2 separate regions of the Rattus norvegicus genome follow, and region 1 is linked to region 2. A link is a contact called in public Hi-C data. All regions are on one chromosome and are shown on one strand. The core of a region is the stretch at or near the end of the contact, and the rest is flanking DNA. Distances in the headings are between cores, read along the strand shown. Region 1 holds the start of Dusp8 (dual specificity phosphatase 8). Region 2 overlaps Mob2 (MOB kinase activator 2).

The links. A called contact is a pair of places that touch in the nucleus more often than the background predicts.
Region 1: a contact with region 2 is called in a Hi-C map of the A7r5 cell line, with 2.1 times the contacts expected there. The contact joins the promoter of Dusp8 here to the enhancer-like site in region 2. A contact is called at or near these places in 5 of 12 Hi-C or Micro-C datasets (the A7r5 cell line, frontal cortex, hepatocytes and 2 more).

The regions. Positions count from the first base shown.
Region 1 is chr1:206,610,151-206,613,817 of GRCr8, reverse strand. It overlaps Dusp8 (dual specificity phosphatase 8), which reads left to right and starts at 1,377. Exons shown (of 7, transcript NM_001108510.1): 1 at 1,377-1,449.
Region 2 is chr1:206,533,706-206,537,567 of GRCr8, reverse strand. The region is part of intron 1 of Mob2 (MOB kinase activator 2); the gene reads left to right. Among named protein-coding and RNA genes, the nearest start is that of Mob2, 44 kb to the left of the region's middle. Within about 2 kb of position 2,252, at least 26 of the 93 cell types and tissues checked have an H3K27ac peak or open chromatin away from gene starts, as enhancers often do. A contact at or near this core is called in the A7r5 cell line, where this site is marked.

The DNA.
Region 1 (3,667 bases), core at 128-2,627, 77 kb before region 2:
TTTCCAGGCGGCTTTTCATTGGAAGCATCAAGAGCTGGATGTCATAGGTTGGGGGGGGGGGCGACAGCGCCGCCCTGGGGAGCAAACCGGTGGGTCTGGAGCCCCGCCCCCCGAGTTCCCGGGATGAGTGACCTGAGGCAAACCATATCACCTAGGAGCTTCTCCCGCAAAGTGGAGAGCTGGACTTCCACCTCCAGGGGTCGTGGAGAGGACAAACGTGGACGCCGCAGGTAAGGCCTTTTGCCGGGACGGGTGTCCGAGACGCTGTACCGGGGCCTCACTGGGGCAGGGGAGGCGCACTCTGGGAGGGCGTCCACACGCGAACAAAGGCTAAGGGAAGGAGAGAAACCCGCGACATCTCTAGTCCAGGAGGGCCTAGAAAGGAGGACCCTTGCATACTGGGTCAATAGGCGCGGGTTAGAGGGCCGCGATGCTAAGGGTTCTTGGGGAATACCAGGAGCCCTGGGCTGGGAAGGCTTCCTGGAGGTGGGGAGCCCCAGTGTGCGTGGTCCCTTTAAGAACCGATGCCCGAGAAGCTTGGGGCGCGGGGGACGGAGGGCGGTGGCAGAGAGACCCACGGCCGCCGCCAGGGCTCCGCACCCAGCGCCCGCTCCGCTGACGTCACCTGCCCCCGAGCGGCTCACTCTGATTGGCTGCAGGTGACGTCAGGGGCTTTTTCGCTCGGCATGACCTCATCCCCACCGGCAGCCCCGCCCTCCGCCCCGGGCCTGTCACTCGCGGCTCCCGCGGTGGCCGAGCCGGCTCCGCGGACCCCCGCCCCACCCGGACGCCGGACGCCGGACGCTGAGCCGGGCCGGAGCCGCCGGCCGCGCCCGCCAAGTCGCGGGCTGGGATGCGCGCCGTGAGCGCGCGTGCCCGACCGCAGTACGCGCGCTCCGTCCCGAGCGAGCGCTCCCCGCGGTGGCGGCGACGACGACGGCGGCGGCGGCGACGCGCCCCGCGCGCCTCTCCGGCCCTTGCCCCGGCTACGCGGGCCCCCGACGGGCCCATGGGTGGCGGAACGGAGCGGGCGCCCTGAGCGCGGCACCGACGTCGGGGGCAACCCCAGGGCAAGCGAGAGCCAGGTGAGCCAGGCGCTGACACCGGTCGGGTCCAAAGCCGGGTGTGGGCCCCGGGGAGTATGGAGGTTTCTGCGGGTTTGCGTCCTGAAGGAAGCTCTTTGGAGCACGGAGGAATAGGTGGCTCTACCCCGCGAGCAGCGCGCGCTGCAGATCCGCGCCCGCAGTGAGCTGTCTTTCTCTGCATATTCCTTCTTATCTGGAGGGCTAAGAGACCTAGGGATTTGCGGGGGAGGGCTGAGATCCAGCACATATCGGTGAGAGTCCCTGCGAGGCGCCCCCGCTGGCAGCCAGATTTGGAGAAGGTCGTCCACGGTTGCAGTGGGCAGGGGCAGAAAAACCTCCGACGCCAGAGGGTCGGCTCTCTGCGGTAGGCTCCTTATCTGGAGGGGAAGCTCTAGGACCCCCCACTCTTCGGCTTGCATGGCTGTCCCGTCACCCCCACTTCATGGTGCTCCACTCGCCTCTGCGGATAAAGAACATCTTTACCCAACGCAGAGGCAGTAGGCGCGATGCTGGGGGAGGGGCCGGCACGGCTGCCTCCTGCAGCCTGTCTCCCTGGCCTATCTGCCTACCTTGGGAGGGAGCAGCCAGTCAGCTGCCGCGGGTACCCGTGTGCCAAACCTTGCAGGTGGAGGAGCAAGAACAGCTCAGCTTCCACTAGATCAGACGTCTTGGAATAAATTTGCCTCTGACTCCTTGTTGACAGGGTGTGCTGCGTCTGCAGCAGGAAGATTGGGGGCCTTGGTGGTGCAGTGATGGGGGTGGGGGACCAGTGTGGCATCTGCAATGCTCTGTTGTGCAGCATGGGGTGGGGATGGAGGTGCTTCAGGTCAGGGGCACGGCTTCTTTCACGGTATGAATGAATTCAAAATGGAAATTCAATGACCTGTAGACCCATTCCCTATTGGCTTGCCTCTAGGGTAGCTGGGTGGGTGAGGGTAGTTTACAGTGCCAGGCTCTGCCCTGGGAGGTCAGAGTCCCCGTGCATTCACTCCTTGGTTAACAGGCACCTGCTACAGAGGAGCGAATCACGTGACCAGGAGCTGTAGGTTCATCTTTATGTCTGACTGCTGCAGTAAGCTTAGGGACCTCAAGAGAGTTGCTGGGCAGGTTCTCTTTTCCTCCTGCCCTGTGCCCTTGGGGACACTTGAGGGTGCCTCTGGGGACTTAGCACTGAACACAAATGCAAAAGGATGCTTCAAGTCGATGTGTATAGGATTCCTGCCAACATCTTTCTTCTTGGGCTGATATTGAGAAGTTTCAACTGGACAGTGGCTCGGCGTGGTACCTCTGTGGGTGGGTTTGGAGAGAGTCTGTTAGGCAGTTTACAGAGGAAGCAGGGACAGAGGCTGAACCCACAGCAAGAGAGATCCTTGTGCTGTGATCCTAAGAAATGTGTGAGCCAAAGAACCTGACTGGATCTCTCAGGACCACAGCTCTCTCGGGCCTCCACTGTCTCTTTTTGGCCATTTGCCTGACTGAGAAAATGTTTCTGTCCCCTCTCCAGGGACAAGGGTGCAGAACAGCCTGGTCAGAGAAGCCAAGGCCTCAACTGCCATGCAGGGACATTTGAGCCCCTCCCTCTAGGAGATGATCCCTGCCAGTCTTCAGAAGTGCCCAGTGTGACAGTAAGCTGGTGTCTCAGCATCTTGGGCTCCTAATTTCTGACTCTTTCCTGAGAGCCTGCCTGGCTGTGAGCAGGGATGACCAGGTCAGACCGTTGTGAGAAGCGACCCAGTCTTGCAGTGGCTAATGGTCCTGGCAGCCATTTCTAGAAGTAGAGAGTTTCTTGTTGCTAGGCACTGAGAGGAGTAGATTAGTGACCCAGGACTTGAGCTTCTGTTGGTCACATAAGGGCTCAGGAGTCAGAACATGTCGTGTGGGAACCCCAGTGTGAAAGGTAGTGGACTGGCACTTGGTATGTGGGCACCAGGGGCTTTGGTATGCAGAAGGCAGAAGGCAAGGGTGTGTGTGCAACTGTGTGATGCACTCCAGGCGATTGTAATGTCTTGTGTATGTGTAGATGGACATGTGTGTAATTGCACTCAGGGACAAGACGGATTGTCAATAAGGCGTGCATCTGCCAGTGTACAGAGGGGAGTGTTCCTGTGCCCAGGGAACAGTGCCACAAGGGCTGTACTGTGGACCTTGCCTTCAGCAAAGGGGGGCTGTCTGGGACCTCCCTGAGGGGTGTGGCCTGGGAAAGCTTCCTCTTGACTTTGAATTTAGGAATGCTTGTCTCCTGGCTCAAGATCCTTTGGTGAAGGCCTACAGCCTCTGCATAAGGGGTCTTGACCACCCTGCAACCCCATTCAAGGCTCCCGAAGAACAGGCTGATAGCTGTTCTCTCTGGGAAGGAGTGGGCAGGGAGTGCTTAGGAACATATGCTTTGCTAAGATTTTGCATGGTCTGTCTCTGCCCTGCCTGACCCTCTCAAAACCGTCCCTACGTATCTATTTCAAACCCCAATGAATTCTATCCAGTGCTAGGCCTGATGCCCAGCATTGAGGAAGCCAGGGGTGAGCGTACAAAGAGGTGCTGTTAGGATGGGCTACTGAAGACCAGCATAATGCAGGATTTTCTAC
Region 2 (3,862 bases), core at 1,003-3,502:
CTAGAGGCCTAAGATGTCCACACTCAATGTTCCTACTTCTTTGGAGTGATGAACTTTGTCTCAAGACTCTTAGATGCCTTTCCCACCATCCTCAGACCTTAGTGCTCTTAAGTCCTTCATTCTTTGACTTGCCATGTATGCCTCTCCCAAGTCTGAGCATTTCTCTCCTAGAATACTTTGCTTTGTGAGCATCTGTGTTGGGTCAGAGGCTGGGGGAGTTAAGGTGGAGCTCCAAATGGGGCTTTGTGGGGAGGAAGCAGGCTAAGCCTCACTGCAGGCCAAGAGCAGATGCCAACATAGCATCTTATCATCCTGGTCCCAGAAAGATGCTGCTGGCCTACTTCCTACCAACAGTGTTAGAGCCATCCCAGTTTCATGCTTGACAATTCATTGCCATAGAGATTCTTTTTACTAACTCTGCAAATTTCTTTTGCTCCTCAGAGGTCAGACTTTAAATAAGGATTGGATCATAGTTGGTGCTAGGGATGCCAAAGGGTTCAGTGTCATGGGATGTGGCCAGCTAGAATAGAAGATGTGGCATTTCATAGTTGGGGTCCTAGAGGACTAGGGGGAGTTTGCCATATGGGCAGGGAGGGCAGAGCACTGTGGCAGCAGAGGCATTGAAGCAGAGAGTAGGAATCTAAGGCTAGGTGGATGTGTGGGAGACAAGAAGAAGCTGGTTCTGGTAGAGTGTGTATACCTCTAAAGTAGGCATTTTACTTAACTAAAAATGCTCTTCAGGGGCCAGCCTCAGCCTCGCTGTTGGGAGCTTTGTTTTAGGAGTGTTTTTCCAGGAGCTTATAGCAGTTTTGTGGGTATACTGACATGTGGCACCCACTCCCTAGTCCCTATAGTACAGTCCTATACTGCTGCTCACTCAAGCCTTTGTCTGTATAGTCCTCCCTCTAAATGGGTCACAGTGGCGAGTGGTATAAGTGAAGCTGGCAGAGCCTGTGACCTCAGGAAAGTGTGCAGGTATGGCCAGCCACTGATGTATGGTCTTTTCAGCCTGCCTCAGAGCCTGGGAGATATTTGTTTGCCCAGCCTAACCGTGTGAAAACAGTCACTGGCAAAGGAGCTAAAACTGGTCCTCTAGATGATTCTATTGCCCTGGCTAAAACCCCGTCAGGAAAAGAAATAGAGTAAGGCTTTTGATGTCCTTCAAGAAGCCTTTTTACTAGCAACTACCATATTCTTCTCAAGCAGAATGTGGGTCCTATGTTACCTCTTGTTCCTCTTGCTTAAGTGTGGACTCTGTGACTAGGACTGAGAAACTTAGGTTGGCAGTATAGTGTCCCAGAGTGCACTATGTTCCAGGGTTCAAGTTGAGCCCATGTGACAGGGGACAGCAACTAAATGGGGATATGACTAAAACAGGAAAGGCTTGGGCTTCATGTGCACATGCTGTCATCTAGCATGGCATCTACTTGCTGCCTTTTAACATCACCCAAAGTTCCTGTGGCCCATTCTAGAAGGAGGGAGGCCTTTCAGGGACTCCTTTCCCCACTAGGTTGGGGTGTAGCTTCTGCCCAGAGGAGCTATGTCCTCCCTTGTAACTGTGAGTGGGAGTAAGGGTAAAATGCTGTTCATAGGATACCCTCCCTGAATGGATCCTCAACTGTGCTCAAAGCCATGGTGATGGCTGGTTCTTACCAGCCACCTTCCTAGTTGTCCTGTCTTTACTCCCTTTAGTTTGCAGGTGAACATCCCAAGCCACAGAGCATGGAAACGACTTGACAGCTTGGCCCTCACCAGCACCCTGCTCTGTAGTCTTAGTTTCTAGGATAGGATACACAGAAGACAGAAGGTAGTTGATAGTTTCAAGGAAAACCTACCCTTTGAGGACACTACAGGCCTGGTCCAGCGTTCAAGAGATGGATCTCTTCTTTCTGACTGAATGGTGATGAACTTAGCACACATTAGTAGTAGAAGACAAGGATTCAGAGAAGTGCTGAGGACAAGGAGTGTATGTGTCCCAAAGTCATTGGCAGAGCCCCTCCTGGAGCTTGTCCACAACTCCCAGAGAGGCTGAAGTCTACTCTGCTGGGCTACAAGGACTCAAGCTCATGCTGGGGCCTTAAAGTGCTCTCTTTCTATGTGGTACATCCACACCTGCCCTAACAGATTTCCATGCTGTTTCCCTTAGAGCCTGTCCTGTGCCAGGAGCCTAAAGGCTGGGTTGTACCCTACACTGTCTTCCGCCTGGTTTTGGCTGCTTTTGGCCCTGCCCTAGAGGCCAAGCACACATCGCCTTTTAAGGCTAAGCTCTGCCACGAGAAGCCAAAAGGAAAACATTTCCCTGGCATTCAGAGAACATTCTTCTTTCCTCTTTCTCTTAAATAAACCACCAGCAACCTTTTAAAGCACAAGAAAGGAAAAAATAGGTCACAGTCAGAAAGACCTTTCACCCTACCCCCATGTAGCCTCTTGGGGCTGTGGAACACAGGATTCAGGGCCAAGCCAAGCTGCCTCCTAATGCCATGCATGGTAGCTGGCCTAATTGCCTGTGCTCTCAGGACAGAAAGACAGGTATCTAGCTGGTACCCTGGCCTGAAGGCCTACCTACATTTATCTTCATCTGGACAGGGGGCGCTAACTGCAGAGGGCCTGGTGAGAATCTGAGCCAAAGGCTGCCTCCTGCACCACTACTTGCATCCTTCTGATTGAAGGATTCCAAGACCCATACGTCATTCCTTTAATACACTGTTCTTCCCTGCTAGGTAGTCTAGCTGCTCCTCACTCCTGTGAAGCAGGTGGGTACAAGGAGACTGCTTCTGGGACACAGGACCCCTCTGTTGGATCTGCTCCTCTTCTTACTTCCCTGGTCTGTTGTAGGCTCTGGACAGCGGGTGCTCCTTGGAATTGGTTGCCTTACTAGAGAAGGCCATACTGTGTTTCTTTCCTTGGACCTCCAACTGTCCAGCACCTCCCATAGAATGCCATATTAAGAGTTTCTGATAAAAAAACAAAACAAAAAACCCAACCTTTTCTGGTCACAAGGCTTCATGCCAGTATCAATTTACCTCATATTTTTAAAAGTCAGAAGAATTAATTTGATTACGTGAAGACAAGACTCAGCTTTGCTATGGGAACATTCATTGTGCTTCTCAGACTTATCACCCAGTACTCTGATCCTGAAGCCTGACCATGTCAGATCTGTGGGTGCTAGTAGTTCAGAGATTGGTAGAGACTCATTTGTTTCTAGTGTTGTGTGCTCAGTGCCTAGAAGGGCCTGTTATCCAGTGTGCTAGTCTGACATGGCCAGCCAGGAGCATCTGTAAACTACTTCATTTGACTATCTCAAGGAGCTCACCAGGGAGACTTCAGGTCAACAAGTCTTTCTAATCACTCACAGACTTAGTTCATGACAGAAACTTGAGCAGAGCCATCTGTTCTGGTAGGCAAGCATACCATAGATAACTCAGGCCAGGTAGTCACTGGCAGTCGGGCTCTGTAGGTCTCCTTTCATAAGGGTCACATCCCATCTCAGTGCCTGCCTAGAAGTTTGTTCACCAAGAGCCGAAGGCTCAGTGCTGCCGCCAGTGTTTGAGTAACTGAACAGGAGGAATTGAGCATGTGTGAGACTGGGGTGTGCTGCTTCATAAGTTTAGGATCTCTATTCAAGTGAAAACGATACATTTTAAAGACATATATTTGTTGTTTAAAATAGGGTTAATAAGCTCACTTTCTGTTAACAGAGCAACATAATTTTATTTAAAAAAACTTTTCAAAACAAGGTAGAAATTTAACAAAGAGTCCTGTGCAGTCTGGAATGTGAGGAGGCTGGGTTCTCTTATTTCCTCTGCCTTTACATGGGAACTAGTAGATGGAGTCTCAGTGCTAGGCAGAGCCTTAACCCTGG